Linked DNA regions of Pan troglodytes: all the other regions are linked to region 1. Evidence: chromatin contacts called from public Hi-C and HiChIP or PLAC-seq data. All regions are on one chromosome and are shown on one strand. Each heading gives the region's core, a stretch centred on a gene start, on an enhancer-like site or on the middle of the called end of the contact. The rest is flanking DNA. Distances are from core to core; before and after follow the strand shown. Region 1 holds the start of GPR61 (G protein-coupled receptor 61). Region 2 holds the start of TMEM167B (transmembrane protein 167B). Region 3 holds the start of PSRC1 (proline and serine rich coiled-coil 1).

Region 1 (4,414 bases), core at 690-3,189:
CAAGCTGCCCTTCTCCACCCACTCATGAACTCTTCAAGGCCACTGTGCCCCTCTTGTGGGAAAGGAGCTGCTACCAACCTCCTGCTCCCCAGATCCCCAAATCTCTGATCTCTGGAGCTGACCCTTGGAGGATCCCTGACCAAGAGCTGCATTGGTTCTAGACTGTTACTACAGTCACAGAACAAGAAGTAGGGAGGAGGCACTGAGGTTGCTTAGTTTAAAAACCCATCATTTCTATGGCTGCAATAAAGAGGATCACATGGCAAGATGGGCCCCACTCTCCTCCACAGTTATAGCCTTACAGTCACCTTTGGTTTTTGGTGTTTCCATAAACCTTACACCAATCCAACTTCTAACATGCTATACATGCAATAGGTGCTGGATACAATTTTGTGAATTGAATCAAACTCAAATTGGTAGTTGAATCCCTGCCCCCTAGGACAAACTCCAAGAACACTCAGTCAGCCAGCTGTGTGCCAGCCAAGGGACTCTCTTGTGGAAAGGATAGCCGGGGTTCCTGGACTTGAGGAAGCCCTAACTTTGGGCAACTGCCTAGAGACGTGCCTCTCTCTAGGGACACAGAAAGCTCATTTCACAGTTAAGATGCCCACAGAGACTTAGAGTCTGCAGAGAAGTTGAAGAGCGGGCACAAAAGTGAGACATCAGCTTCTCATTAGAGTCTACCAGGAAAAATGCCTGAAAGAAATGCTAGGAGAAGCATCCTTCCTTCTTACTCTCCATGCTCTGATTTACCTATCCCTTCTGTCTGTGAGTGAGGCCCAGAGGATGTGGTTCGGAGTCCCTCCCTGGTGGCTGAAGGAGGAGAGGCCCACCATGTCTGGATGGACATCAAGAGTCCCAGACGGAGGGAAGCAGACCTGGTTTCCACGTGGAGCTGGAGGGATGCCACGAAGCCATGATGGAGCCCTGAGCAAGAAGGCATTGGACATTGCTCTTTTTCATAGCTCCCTCAAGCTTGCCAGTGTCTCCACAGTGACTCCTAAATGCCAGGATTCCAATTTACCTCTTAACAGACAGATCAGTGTATTTGGCTAATGGGCACTCCCTCACTAATGGACTGGGGTTATGGAGGGGAGGGCTGTGGTGTAACAGTTTCATAGGTGAAACCCAGGGAGCCTCACTCCTCTCCCAGGTCATATCATTATGCCTACTCCCCCAACAGATGCTTTCCTTCCCCCACTACTTACTTCCAACAGCACCCCTCTTACCTCCAGGACCTTCAGTACCTAGAAGGCTTTGCCACTAGGGCCTGAGGTCTGGGCCTCTAGCAGGGGCATGGTCAAGTTACAGGATGCAAGATGTGCATAAGTGCCCAGCCCAAGGCCACAGAGGTATTGGGATTCACATGCACCTGTTTTCCAGATCCAGAGCTTCCATCCCAAAGACCTGAGCCTGGCCTTCCTTCAGACAAGAGCGTGCCCCTCCTAAGCTAGGGAAGATTTCCAGGGAGCTACAACACCTCTCCTCAGCAGAGTTGCCCACGCCCAGGACACAGTTGCCCATCAGCCTGTATGCTGAAGGGCCCATTCCTAGAATGTGGGAGACCCATGTCCATGACATGGAGCAAGACAGATGGAGAATGCTGTTTGTCTGCAGGATGTGGGTATTCCTGCTGGCAGGAGATGATCAACCCCCCAGCTCTGGGCTTCAGAGATGCCCACACCCCAATACCGCCTTTGGGATACCTGAGAGCCCATCTCCTGATCAAACTGCTCACCAGAATGTAGGCAGGGCTGGTCCTTGGAAAGCCACCCTTCTGTGGGGATACCTTGGCACTCACCACCAGGCTCTGGGTCTGGCCCCCATTCCTGGCCTAGTCGGCAACTCCTACCTTTGCTGAGCAGTCCCGGCTCCCATGTGATAGCTCCTCTCAGCTGATGCTTCTCCAAGGCTGCTGAAGCCTGAAGCACTGCAGTGAGCGGTGAGAGGCAGCCGGCAAAGCAGAGTGCTCCGAGAGCCTCTGGGTCCTAATGGCCTCCTGCTTCCCACCCAGCCCCTCAGAGTCACTTCTGGAGCAAAAAGGTGGGCACCAATGCCCCAGGCAAGGTGCCTGGCAGTGAGCTCAACTCCTCTCACTTCTCTCAGGCTGCTGGATTGCGTCTCAAAAATTTCGTGGGGCCAGGAAATGATAGGTAGGGGAGACCCTCTTGACCAGCCTGATGAAGTAAAAAAAAAGTACATGGAGTCAGAAAATCCAGGTTTAAGGCCTGGCTATGGCACTTACTAGCCGTGTGACCTTGGGCAAGTTGCATTTTGGCTTTGATTTCTTAGCAGTTCAAAGAGAAGATAGGCGAGATGCATGGTTCTGTGTGACATGAGAACCAAGGTGCTGATGCAGGCAGGTCAGCGCAGACCCAGGGCCCCAAGGCTTAGGCCAGGGAGGCGGCTGAGGCTCCAGGGGATGGTCCAAGGTTTGGCCCCTTTGGAAGCTGCCTAATGCGTATGGGGGACAGGTTTAGGAGCAGCACTCAGGTTTGAAGGGCAGCTGAAGGCTTTGTCTTAACCCTGCCCTTGCCTCCCAAAAGCACATTACTATTATTTGCTTAGATTGTATGTTTATTGGAACTGGGGCTGTGAGGGCTGATGGAGATTGGCAGGGAGGGGGCAGGAGGATCTAACATCCCCCCGAGCCACCATGGGAACCACCACAACACTGCTTCCTGAAGGAGACAGAGTGGGGGCCAGGGACTCAGGAATGCTCACACTGATCTGGATTTGTGGGACTGGACAGAGCTAGGTAGCATCAGCCACTGAGCATCGCCCATCTGTGGCATGATGGGCCTTCAGAGACGCAATGAAGGGGCATGGCCTCCCTCTAGCTATGAAGAAAATGATCATTTACCCGGGTACATGACTGATACCCAAGGATAGAATCCTAACATTGCAAAGCTGTAGGACATCCTACTGGCCAAGGTATCCATGTTTCTGAGACCCAGAGAGATAAAGAGATTGCTCAAAGCCACATAGCTCCACATGGCAGAGCCATGAGTCTAAACAGGGAATTCAGGCATGATCCCCTACTCCAGAGCCTGCTTCCCTGAGACTTGCCTATCTAGGGACTCCTTCTGCCTCTAAGAAGGAAAAAGGGAATTCTGGAATTGTTTACCAGACCCAACCCAAAGAGCCATAAGAACAATGAGTTACCCAAGGACCTCACTGGGACAAGTTGGCTGCCCCAAGCCCCAGGTCAAAAACAAAGAGGCCACTGACAAACCAAGAGCCGATGCAGCAAGTGCCGCTGTCACCAGCCACCACTTTTTGAGCTGTTATGAGTGTCAGGCCCTTTACATACAGTTTCTTTGATCCCCACACCAATCTATGAGGCAGCCATGACTTGCCCTATTTTATAAGTGAGGAACCGGGTGCTGGAGGAGAAGTGACTTTCCCCAAATCACACAGCTAATAAGTGCAAGAGCTGATATTTGAACCCAGATCTGTTTGAAGTCCAAGTATTTCCTCCTCCTTCTCCCTTCGTTCTGTGGCCTCTCCAGTGGCCTGACACAAGACTGTGGACTACAGCCCTAAAAGCTATCTTCATAGAAGTAGTCACTGCCTTCCAGAAAGCCTAAAACAGACCTCAAAATTAGGCATACCTGAGTACAAGAAATTCAAATGGAAATACCAAATTGAAAACCTGTAGACAGCAAAGTGATTTTTAGGAAGCCCTGTGCTGTTGTGTTGGCAAGATTAATTTGGCATCAAGCAGATTGTCTGGGATTAGGTAAAGCCTGTCCCTGCTCAGCACCCACATTCTTCCTGCAGGGCCCCAGCCCAGACTGGCATGGCCCCTTCCAAGGGATTCAATAAGAACTGGAGCAGACCTGGGCCCACTGGAACAGGATTTTAGAAAGAGCGCTAGACTGGAGTCAGAAAACCTTGGTCCCAGTTTGGTGCCATTCTATTGGTTGGTGGTAAGACCTTGGCCTGTGAGTTGGCTGTCTGTGAAAATGGGCAAAATTCTTCACTTCCAAGCTTATCTAATAGTGGTAGGGAGCCTGCAAAACAAACATAGCCTGCCTCTCCAGCTTCAGGGAGCTAGCACAGGTAATCACAGCTCATGTGGTGGCCAGCAGGCAAGGCGTCCGTGTCCTGAAGCCCCTCCCAGAGAGCTATTGGGAAAGGCAGTACCAAAGAGGCAGCATGTTCCAGCTGTTGGAACCATCTTGGCTCAGGAGGTCGGCGGGGGAACTGCTTATTCTAGCCTGTGGGCAAATAATAAATAATAATAATAATAATCATGCTGGCTGGGCACAGTGGCTCACGCCTGTAATTCCAGCACTTTGGGAGGCTGAGGCGGGCAGATGATTTGAGATCAGGAGTTCAAGACCAGCCTGGCCAACATGGCGAAACCCCGTCTCTACTAAAAATACAAAAATTAGCTAGGCATGGTGGC
Region 2 (4,414 bases), core at 1,188-3,687, 450 kb after region 1:
TGGAGAATGATTAATTTTCCAGACTCTCAGACCCAATCTGAGGGATTTTTTTCTAAAAATGAAACCAAATACAATCCCAGCTCACTGTACTCCCTACTTTGTAGCTCCACACTGTCCAGAGATGGCAGTCTCTTCTCCCTGTCCAGACATGGCCTCACCTTTGTAAAACACACCCCAAACACCCTTCTTCTCTGATAGCAGCCAGGTTTTGAGACGAGGTACTTTCTTGAAGTAGGCACAGGTGCAAACAAAGAGCAAACCAAACACCAGAATCCCATCCAAGGAGTACACTGTTAAATAAAGAAGAAGAAAAAACCTTAGGTACTGATCTAGCGTCGGACCTGTGATCCCGCCTGAGAACTCTAAGGAAGATAGTGTGTGACATAATAACAAAATAATAACCCCAACAGGCAGTACCGACACTTGACAAGGGGGAGCCAGGATCCTGGGACTAACACGATTATTTTACTGTTCCCAAAAATTGCTTGTAGGAGGAAGGGGGATCAATTGAGCCCAGGAGTTCGAGGCTGCAATGAACTACGATCATGCCACTGCACTGTAGCCTGAGCAACAGAGTGAGACCTCAACTCAAAAAAAATTTTTTTTTTTTTTTTACATCCCCTTTACTAAAATGTCACTGGTCCTTCCCCTCACCTTTCAAGAAGTAGAAATCCTGGGCAGAAATTAGCATCCCAGGAATGACTAGTGTTGGCAATAGATTGAGACATATGAATCCTTAGAGACTCAGCACAGAGAATTTAACATGTTCTTGTTATAAATCACTCATATGATAAAGGAGAGCTAGATATGTAGCCAAAACTGTCAGATGTGCAACTGTTGGTGAAGAATATGTTAAGGCAAAAAATTAAGCTTAATGAAAGTTGCAAGAGTAAGAACCCACATGACTACAATTTTCCTATCATCTTACACTTTATGGATGATACTCTAAGAAACCGAATTTCTGCCAGAATAATAACAGATTTTTCTAAAACAAAGAAAAAGGATCTAAGGCTTCAACATAGAAAGCTTTAACTTCTTAGCTCTGTTTCTTAAATACATAAACCAAGCTTATTTCTTGTACAGGGAAGCACAATGAATCACCTAATTGCAAAAAACAAGAAGATATTGGACCACAAAATGGGGGAAGAATGACTAAAATTTATTCAGCAACTACCGTGTCAAACTGCTGTCTTACTTCCTGGTTCAGATTCTGTCTTCCTCTGGGTAAATTCCCTTTTCTTACTGTGCCTAGTATTCTGAGACCTCTGACTTCCCAGGAAGCTCCAAATGAATATTATATATAACCAGTGTCCGCCAGTTCTAGATCACACTACCTCTCTTCCTCCAGTAAAACTGTCTCACAGCTAAGGTGTCACTAAGAAAGGGTCCAGCAAATTAATACATACACTAAGGTTTTCTGAGGAACTATACCTTCACGTGCTACCCCTTTTCTCTCATAAGTTTCTGCAGACAATGTCAAAATTCACAAGGAGGTTAAATTCGAGTCTTCAGTGCCAGGTCTATGGACAAAGTACTTTTGAGAAATGCTTTTCGGAGCCCCTCGAATCATCGTAATGCCTAAAAGGCTTTCTCTTCTCCTTTCCTGTAAGGTTGACGCTAAAAATCATGAAGGCCCTCCTTCCTGTCCTCCTCTGGAATTCAGAATTCATAAAGTGTTTGAAGAGGCCTGGAAAATTAGGTCAGATAAACTGCCTCATCATCTAGAAGAGGCAGTGTCTAAATCCACCCCTTGCAACACTAGTCAGGGTCTCCACGTGGGATCACCCCGCCAGGACTTTAAAATAGAAATCTTTCCGGTATTTTTCCATAAGAAGAAGCTTTTGTGGGGTCTACATTCACCAGCACCCCCAAAAGTGTGGGACTTGATATTCTATGTCATTTATTGGCCCTCTCAACAAAACTACGGTCCGAAAGCATGAGAACGCAGGGAGCTGGGAGGAGGAGCCTCTCTCTTCCCCGGGTTTAAATAGCAGTAGTACCTCTGGGACTGACCTCTCCAAGGGCCAGAAAGAACTAAGAAAAAGAAAAGGGAAAGCAAAGCATAGGGATAGATAACTCGAGGTGTGAGCATAAGAGGCACTGGGGGTCCTAGATGAATATGGGAAGGGGGAACCCGTAGAGGAGTATAGGGGTACAGAAGTTAGGGGCGTCGAGAGACCAAGGGGGGCCGGGCTGGGAGGGGGCGGGGAGAACGGCCACGTCAGTCCCGGCCCCGCCCGCCACGTTTTCCCTTCGTCCTTCACTCCCACCCTCCGCTAAGGGCATCAGTTCTCACCGTTCGTCATGGCGGCTGGCCCTGGACCTGGGTAGGGGGTCCGGGTTCAGTGGTAATAGCGGCGGAGATGGGGGAGCGCCCGCTTGACACTTCCCGATCCGGGCCGAGGCGACTGGAAGAAGCCGTAGTACGCAGGAGCAAGGGCCGAGAGGCGAGCGCCGAACGCTATCAGGAGTGGCTAGCCGATTGTCGAGCTCGGGAAACTGCGTGTTTACGTAGGGTAAGAAGAACGCTATCCCGGAGGCTTCCTACTTGGCCGTGGTAACTAAGTCTTTTCTGCGTGCCCCTGCGGGCGTAGGGCTGGGGCTGGCCCGCGTCAGTGTGTTTGAAAAGGTAAAGGCTTGTAGTTTTGTAGTTTATTTTGCGCCGTGGCGGCTGCTGTGTGTAAGCAGCAGCCTACCTATGAGGTTTTCATCGTCCTGGGCTTCCACTTGAGAGAACTCCAGCACCGCGGGTGAAGAAGCCGCACCTGCGGCCTCCGTGACTGCCCTTGAGCTGCTCTTCCTTACTCCGGATGGAAATCTAGTCAGACTGCGTCTGAACGTTGCAAATGAAATGAGGAACCTTGTAACAAAAACAAGTCGCGGCCGGGCGCGGTGGCTCACGCCTGTAATCCCAGCACTTTGGGAGGCCGAGCCAGGCGGATCACCTGAGGTCGGAGTTCGAGACCAGCCTGACCAACAAGGAGAAACCCCGTCTCTACTAAACATACAAAATTAGCCGGGCGCGGTGGCTCATGCCTGTAATGTAATCCCAGCTACTCGGGAAGCTGAGGCAGGAGAATCGCTTGAACCTGGGAGGCGGAGGTTGCGGTGAGCCGAGATCGCGCCATTGCACTCCAGCCTGGGCAACAAGAGCGGAAACTCCGTCTCAAAAACAACAACAACAACAACAACAAAAACCAAGTCGCATCTTTCAGATCCTAAAGCACCACGTCGTCGGAAAACATTCAAATGGTTGCCCGTTTGCTTGTGTGAATTTTTCTTTTCCTTAAACTATCAGGAGAATCTCTATTCTCCTGCATTTAATTAATGCTGGGTTCACTTCAGCCACTTTAACCAGAAATCGGCGATATCTAGACACCGCTTCTCTGGGGACACTTTGACAACGTGACAAAAGACATTGCCAGTCTAATGATGGGGGTGGGGTGGAGGAGACGAAAGTTCAGATTCAGATTTGCATACTGAAATCCTTAATTGCACACAACTCGGCCCGCTTTATTAGAGTTCGGGCGGAAGTGCGACACCGAGTCCTCCAAGGCTAACTGGAGGGTTAAATTATACGGTTACTAATCCGCCGTGCTTGTCAAGGGCCTAAAGGGACTCTGCCCCTTTCTGCTGCAGTGCCATCTGCTGGCTGCAGCCTGCTTGGTTACCCAGAGGGAAAACTGCCAAAGCATCCTCTGGAAGCTGGCCTGGAAAGACAAGCCAAAGTCTAGTGCAGGACAGATGCCTTGAGGAAATATACATATATGCAGAAAGAAAAAAAAAAAAAAAGACGGCGTATATACGGGACAAAACCTAGGACAAGGCCAGGCAGCCACTCAGATTATATATATGTTTGCACATTCACACACAGACAAATTCCCCTGCCCAAAAGAACTGTTCAGGACCACTCAAAAACAAAACAGAACAAAAGCTCTATTGTTTAGGCCTTCGAATCCTTCATCAACCATTGTCTAAAACAGCAGCAGCTGGCCGGGCGCGGCTCCCGCCTGTAATCCCAGCACTTTGGGAGGCCGAGGCAGGCGGATTACCTGAGGTCAGGAGTTCAAGACCACCCTGACCACATGGTGAAACCCCGTCTCTACTTAAAAAAAAAAAAAAAGAAAGAAAGAAAAAAAGAAATACAGAAATTAGCCTGGCATGGTGGCGTGCGCCTGTAATCCCAGCTACTCGGAAGGCAGAGGCAGGAGAATAGCTTGAACCCGGGAGGGAGAGGTTGCAGTGAGCCGAGACAGCACCACTGCCCTCCAGCCTGGGCGACAGAGCGAGACTCCATTTCAAATAATAATAATAACTGCCCCTCTTTGGCCGGGCGCGGTTGCTCACGCCTGTAATTCCAGCACTTTGGGAGGCCGAGGTGGGCGGATCACCTGAGGTCGGGAGTTCGAGACCA
Region 3 (4,414 bases), core at 936-3,435, 260 kb after region 1:
GCTACTCCATAGAGCAGCCCCAAGGGCTGCTGGTAGGCTATTTTTATGGTTATTTCTTGATTATATGCTAAACAAGGGGTGGATTATTCATAGGTTTTCTGGGAAAGGAGCATGATTTCCTGGAACTGAAGGCTCCTCTCCCTTTTATATCATATAGACGTTGCCATAGCATTTGTAAACTGTCAGGACGCTGGCAGGAGTGTCTTTTAGCATGCTAATGAATTACAACTAGCATATAATAAGCAGTGAGGATGACCAGCTGTCACTTTCTTTTTTTTTTTTTTTTTTTTTTTTTTTTGAGACGGAGTCTCACTCTGTCGCCCAGGCTGGAGTGCGGAGGTGCGATCTCGGCTCACTGCAAGCTCTGCCTCCCAAGTTCACGCCATTCTCCTGCCTCAGCCTCCCGAGTAGTTGGGGCTACAGGGGCCCGCCACCACGCCCGGCTAATTTTTTGTATTTTTAGTACAGACGGGGTTTCACCGTGTTAGCCAGGATGGTCTGGATCTCCTGACCTCGTGATTCGCCCGCCTCGGCCTCCCAAAGTGCTGGGACTACAGGCGTGAGCCACCGCGCCTGGCCTACTTTCTTTACCATCTTGGTTTCTGGCAGATTTGGCCGGCTTCTTTACTGCACCGTTTTATTAGACGGATGTTTGAGACCTGTATCTTGTGCGGACCTGCTGTCTCCTCCTGTTGTTACCAGAAAGGGGTCCGGATCCAGACCCCAAGAGAGGGTTCTTGGCCCTTGCACAGGAAATAATTCAGGGCAAGTCCATAAAGTGAAAGCAAGTTTATTAAGAAAGAAAAGGGATAAAGAATGCCTACTCCAGAGGCAGAGCAGCCCGGAGGGCTGCTGGTTGGCCATTTTTATGGTTATTTCTTGATTATATGCTAAACAAGGGATGAATTATTCATGAGTTTTCCGGGAAAGGGGTAGGCAACTCCCTGGAACTAAGAATTCCTCCCCTTTTTAGACCATGTAGGGTAATTTCCTGATGTTGCCATGGTATTTGTAAACCGTGGTGATGCTGTCTGGAGTGTCTTTTAGCATGCTAATACATTATAATTAGCGTATAATGAGGACTGAGGACCTCCAGAGGACAGTTTCATCGCCATCTTGGTTTCGGTAGGTTTTGGCTGGCTTCTTTACCGCATGCTGTTTTACCACCAGGGTCTTTGTGACCTGTATCTTGTGCCAACCTCCTATCTCATCCTGTGACTTAGAATGCCTAACCTCCTAGGAATACAGCCCAGGTCTCAACCTTATTTTACCCAGCCTCTATTCCAGATGGAGTCGTTCTGGTCTGAAGCCTCTGACAAGTTCACTGGTGGCCCGGGCAACATTTAGAAACAACAGAGACAACACTCCTAACAAGTTGGTTTAAGCATTTTACAAATACTGCTTTTAGTTCAGAGGGGGCTACTTACAAACACCCCCTCTAAATCCCCTAAGGGCACACGGTAGAAAACGCCTTCATAATTATCCTCGTAACACCGTAACTGCGAGGACCAACATCCTCCTTTCACAGATAAGCGAAGAGAGGTGAAAAGAGGGCAAATATACTCAAGGCAGCCGCCTCTAAACCGAAACTTGGGTTCTGAGGTCAGTTAAACTTGGGTTGCATTTGAACCCAAGCCTGCCTGCGTGAAAAGCCCGTTGCTTTCTTTGCACCTCAGCTGCCTCAGGTTCTTGAAGAGGCGATGGAGGATGTACTTCTAAGAGAACCTCAATATACCTACAATATAAGTGTTTAGGTGCTCCCTTAACTTGGAAAAAACCCACAACTGAGGAACCTCGGCCAATGCGGCGCCTGCATATTGAGTGCGCCCAAGAAAACGAATTTCCTCCCGTAGAGCGTCGGTTAGCGGCCACGTTAGGCAGCACGACCGTTCTGGAGACTGGGTGCTCGGCGGCCCAGCAGAGGGAGGGGGCCGGGGCGCGAGTTCCATACTCGTGGGTCCGTTTCTTCCCTCCTGGCCAGCCGCGCTCTGCTCCCATCTGCCTACGGGAAAGAGAGTCTCCGCGCACGCGAGCACGCGCACTCGCAGCCTCAACCCTCGGCTCCGCCACCGGGATGCAGTCTTCTGGGAACGGTTCTCCCCCAGCCCCCACCGGCTGACTTCCGGCCAGCAGCTCCTCAGCCCCTCCCCCTGAGGATTCACCAATCACGGTGCGCGTGTGGCTTGAGTAGGTGGGGCCTGAGAGATTCGAAAGGAGCCCCGCCCCCTCGGAGCTGATTCCCGGGACTAGGTTGCGGGAGAAAGCCTGTTGCGTGGAAGATAAGGCGGCGCGGGAAGTGGACACAGGGTGGGCTGGAGGTGTGCTTCGCGTGTGATGCCAGGGGAGTGGAAAGGTGGCTTGGGGAGTGCAGAACCCTGAGGATAGTGGCGGGGAGGAAGATGGGGCGTGCAGGCCGCCCCCAGTGAGGAGAGGCCAGGATGCAGGGCGGCTCCAGGGCAATCTGGGCAGTTGGGGGAACCCTCCGTATCGTTCCCGGAGGTAGCAGGAGTAGCTGTGCGGGAGGTGCCACTCCTGGGCGCTTGCTTTGCCTCCAGCATGACCCCCGACCCTGGCTTGCACCCTGAATCTAGCTGCGAGCCTTGGGCAGAATGGATACCTGAGGAAAGGTATGGTTTCTCTCCAGCTCAGATCTAACTGGACTCTCGCTCCTGCTGGCTGGACATGGAGGATTTGGAGGAAGGTAAGGAAAGGAGGGAGGGAAGAATGAAAGGGAGGAGTGAGACCCAGCGATGGAGAGCTGCATCAGGGACCCATGACTGGCTTTCATTCTTCTTTCCCCTTCAGATGTAAGGTTTATTGTGGATGAGACCTTGGACTTTGGGGGGCTGTCACCATCTGACAGGTACCAGCCTCTTTATCCCACTTATTTTCCTCTAACAGTACCTCTTTGTCGCGAATCCCTTACTGCTGAATTATTGGCTTGGGTTGGTAACTTAGCAAGGTTTGGCGCACTTGGGGCTGCTGGGCGGCTGGCTGACTCGGGCCTCTATGACACTATTGGTAGCGGGGAGAGAAGGGAGAAGCTGGAGTTAGATTTCAGGGTGTTAAGAAGAAGGATAAGTGGATTTGCTGCATCTCCATCCTGGCATCATTTCTGATGTCCGTAAATGCTAAAGGCCTATTAGGCCCCATAGAACCAGGTATCTCATCGCCCAGAGGCCACATCTCACAGCCAGCATGGGCATCAGGGCCTAGGGTCATGTCCCTGGCTCTGTTGTGGGGCTCTTTTGCAGTCTCCCTTGCATAATCTCCTGTTCCCTTTTGCATGGGCATGATGCCTGGTTTGTTTCCTGTCTCAGCCGTGAGGAGGAAGACATAACAGTGTTGGTGACTCCAGAGAAACCACTTCGACGGGGCCTCTCCCACCGAAGTGACCCAAATGCAGTGGCACCTGCCCCCCAGGGTGTGAGGCTCAGCCTAGGCCCCCTCAGTCCAGAGAAGCTGGAGGAGATCCTCGATGAGGCCAACCGGCTGGCCGCTCAGCTGGAGCAGTGTGCCCTGCAGGATCGGGAGAGCGCAGGCGAGGGCCTGGGGCCTCGCCGAGTGAAGCCCAGTCCTCGGCGGGAGACCTTTGTGCTGAAGGATAGTCCTGTCCGAGACCTGCTGCCCACTGTGAACTCTTTGACGCGGAGCACCCCCTCCCCAAGCAGCCTGACGCCTCGACTCCGGAGTAATGATAGGAAGGGGTCAGTCAGGGCTCTCCGGGCTACATCTGGAAAGAGGCCCTCCAACATGAAGAGGGTGAGTTGAGAGAGTTGAGTTGGAGGTGTGCCCCAGACATGGTGTGTGCCATGATGCAGGGAGTGGTTTCCTTATTGGTAAAACAGGGATAGTATTTCTACATCTAGAATTGTTGGAATTAAATGAGAACCATGAAAAAAGAGAACCAAAACTCTTACCACAGTGTCTGAGTATATGTCTATGATAAACTCAATAAATGGTATTGGCAATAGTGATGGTGATGGTGATGTGGTGATGTTAGCAGCTAACTTCTACCCTTCCTTACTGGGATGTAGACAACTCTCCACCTCTATTTCTTAATTCCTTAAGCCACAGAACAGATATTTTTTCCACTCTAGTCTTTTTTCTCTCTCTCTTTGTGTTTCAGGAGTCACCCACTTGCAATCTGTTCCCTGCATCCAAAAGCCCAGCATCTTCTCCTCTTACCCGATCGAATCCCCCAGTCCGGGGGAGAGCTGGGCCCAGTGGGAGAGCAGCAGCCAGTGAGGAGACCAGAGCAGCCAAGTTGCGGGTGAGTGGGAGTGGGGAGTTTGTGGGATTGACCCTGAAATTTCTCCACTCCTCTCCACCAGGCCCACCCACCCCCATCAGATCCGTCCTGGCCCCACAGCCTTCTACCAGCAACTCTCAACGCCTGCCCCGGCCGCAGGGA

Evidence for each region. A called contact is a pair of places that touch in the nucleus more often than the background predicts. HiChIP or PLAC-seq counts read pairs in DNA pulled down with a chosen protein or histone mark.
Region 2: a contact with region 1 is called in a Hi-C map of stem cell-derived neural progenitor cells, with 2.5 times the contacts expected there. The contact joins the promoter of TMEM167B here to the promoter of GPR61 in region 1. A contact is called at or near these places in 1 of 7 Hi-C or Micro-C datasets (stem cell-derived neural progenitor cells) and 1 of 1 datasets of contacts at active chromatin or transcription factors (stem cell-derived excitatory neurons).
Region 3: an H3K4me3 HiChIP or PLAC-seq map of stem cell-derived excitatory neurons shows a contact between it and region 1, with 2.6 times the contacts expected there. The contact joins the promoter of PSRC1 here to the promoter of GPR61 in region 1. A contact is called at or near these places in 1 of 7 Hi-C or Micro-C datasets (stem cell-derived neural progenitor cells) and 1 of 1 datasets of contacts at active chromatin or transcription factors (stem cell-derived excitatory neurons).

What each region holds. Positions count from the first base shown.
Region 1 is chr1:121,948,614-121,953,027 of NHGRI_mPanTro3-v2.0_pri, forward strand. GPR61 (G protein-coupled receptor 61) reads right to left here and starts at 1,940. Exons shown (of 2, transcript XM_003308266.6): 1 at 1,853-1,940.
Region 2 is chr1:122,397,131-122,401,544 of NHGRI_mPanTro3-v2.0_pri, forward strand. TMEM167B (transmembrane protein 167B) reads right to left here and starts at 2,438. Exons shown (of 3, transcript XM_009427020.3): 1 at 2,297-2,438; 2 at 159-290. The coding sequence starts at 2,306. It overlaps LOC104001853 (a long non-coding RNA gene), which reads left to right and starts at 2,521. Exons shown (of 3, transcript XR_010159156.1): 1 at 2,521-2,629.
Region 3 is chr1:122,204,828-122,209,241 of NHGRI_mPanTro3-v2.0_pri, forward strand. It overlaps PSRC1 (proline and serine rich coiled-coil 1), which reads left to right and starts at 2,186. Exons shown (of 8, transcript XM_001149403.6): 1 at 2,186-2,318; 2 at 2,645-2,701; 3 at 2,806-2,863; 4 at 3,321-3,762; 5 at 4,130-4,244; 6 at 4,335-4,414. The coding sequence starts at 2,683.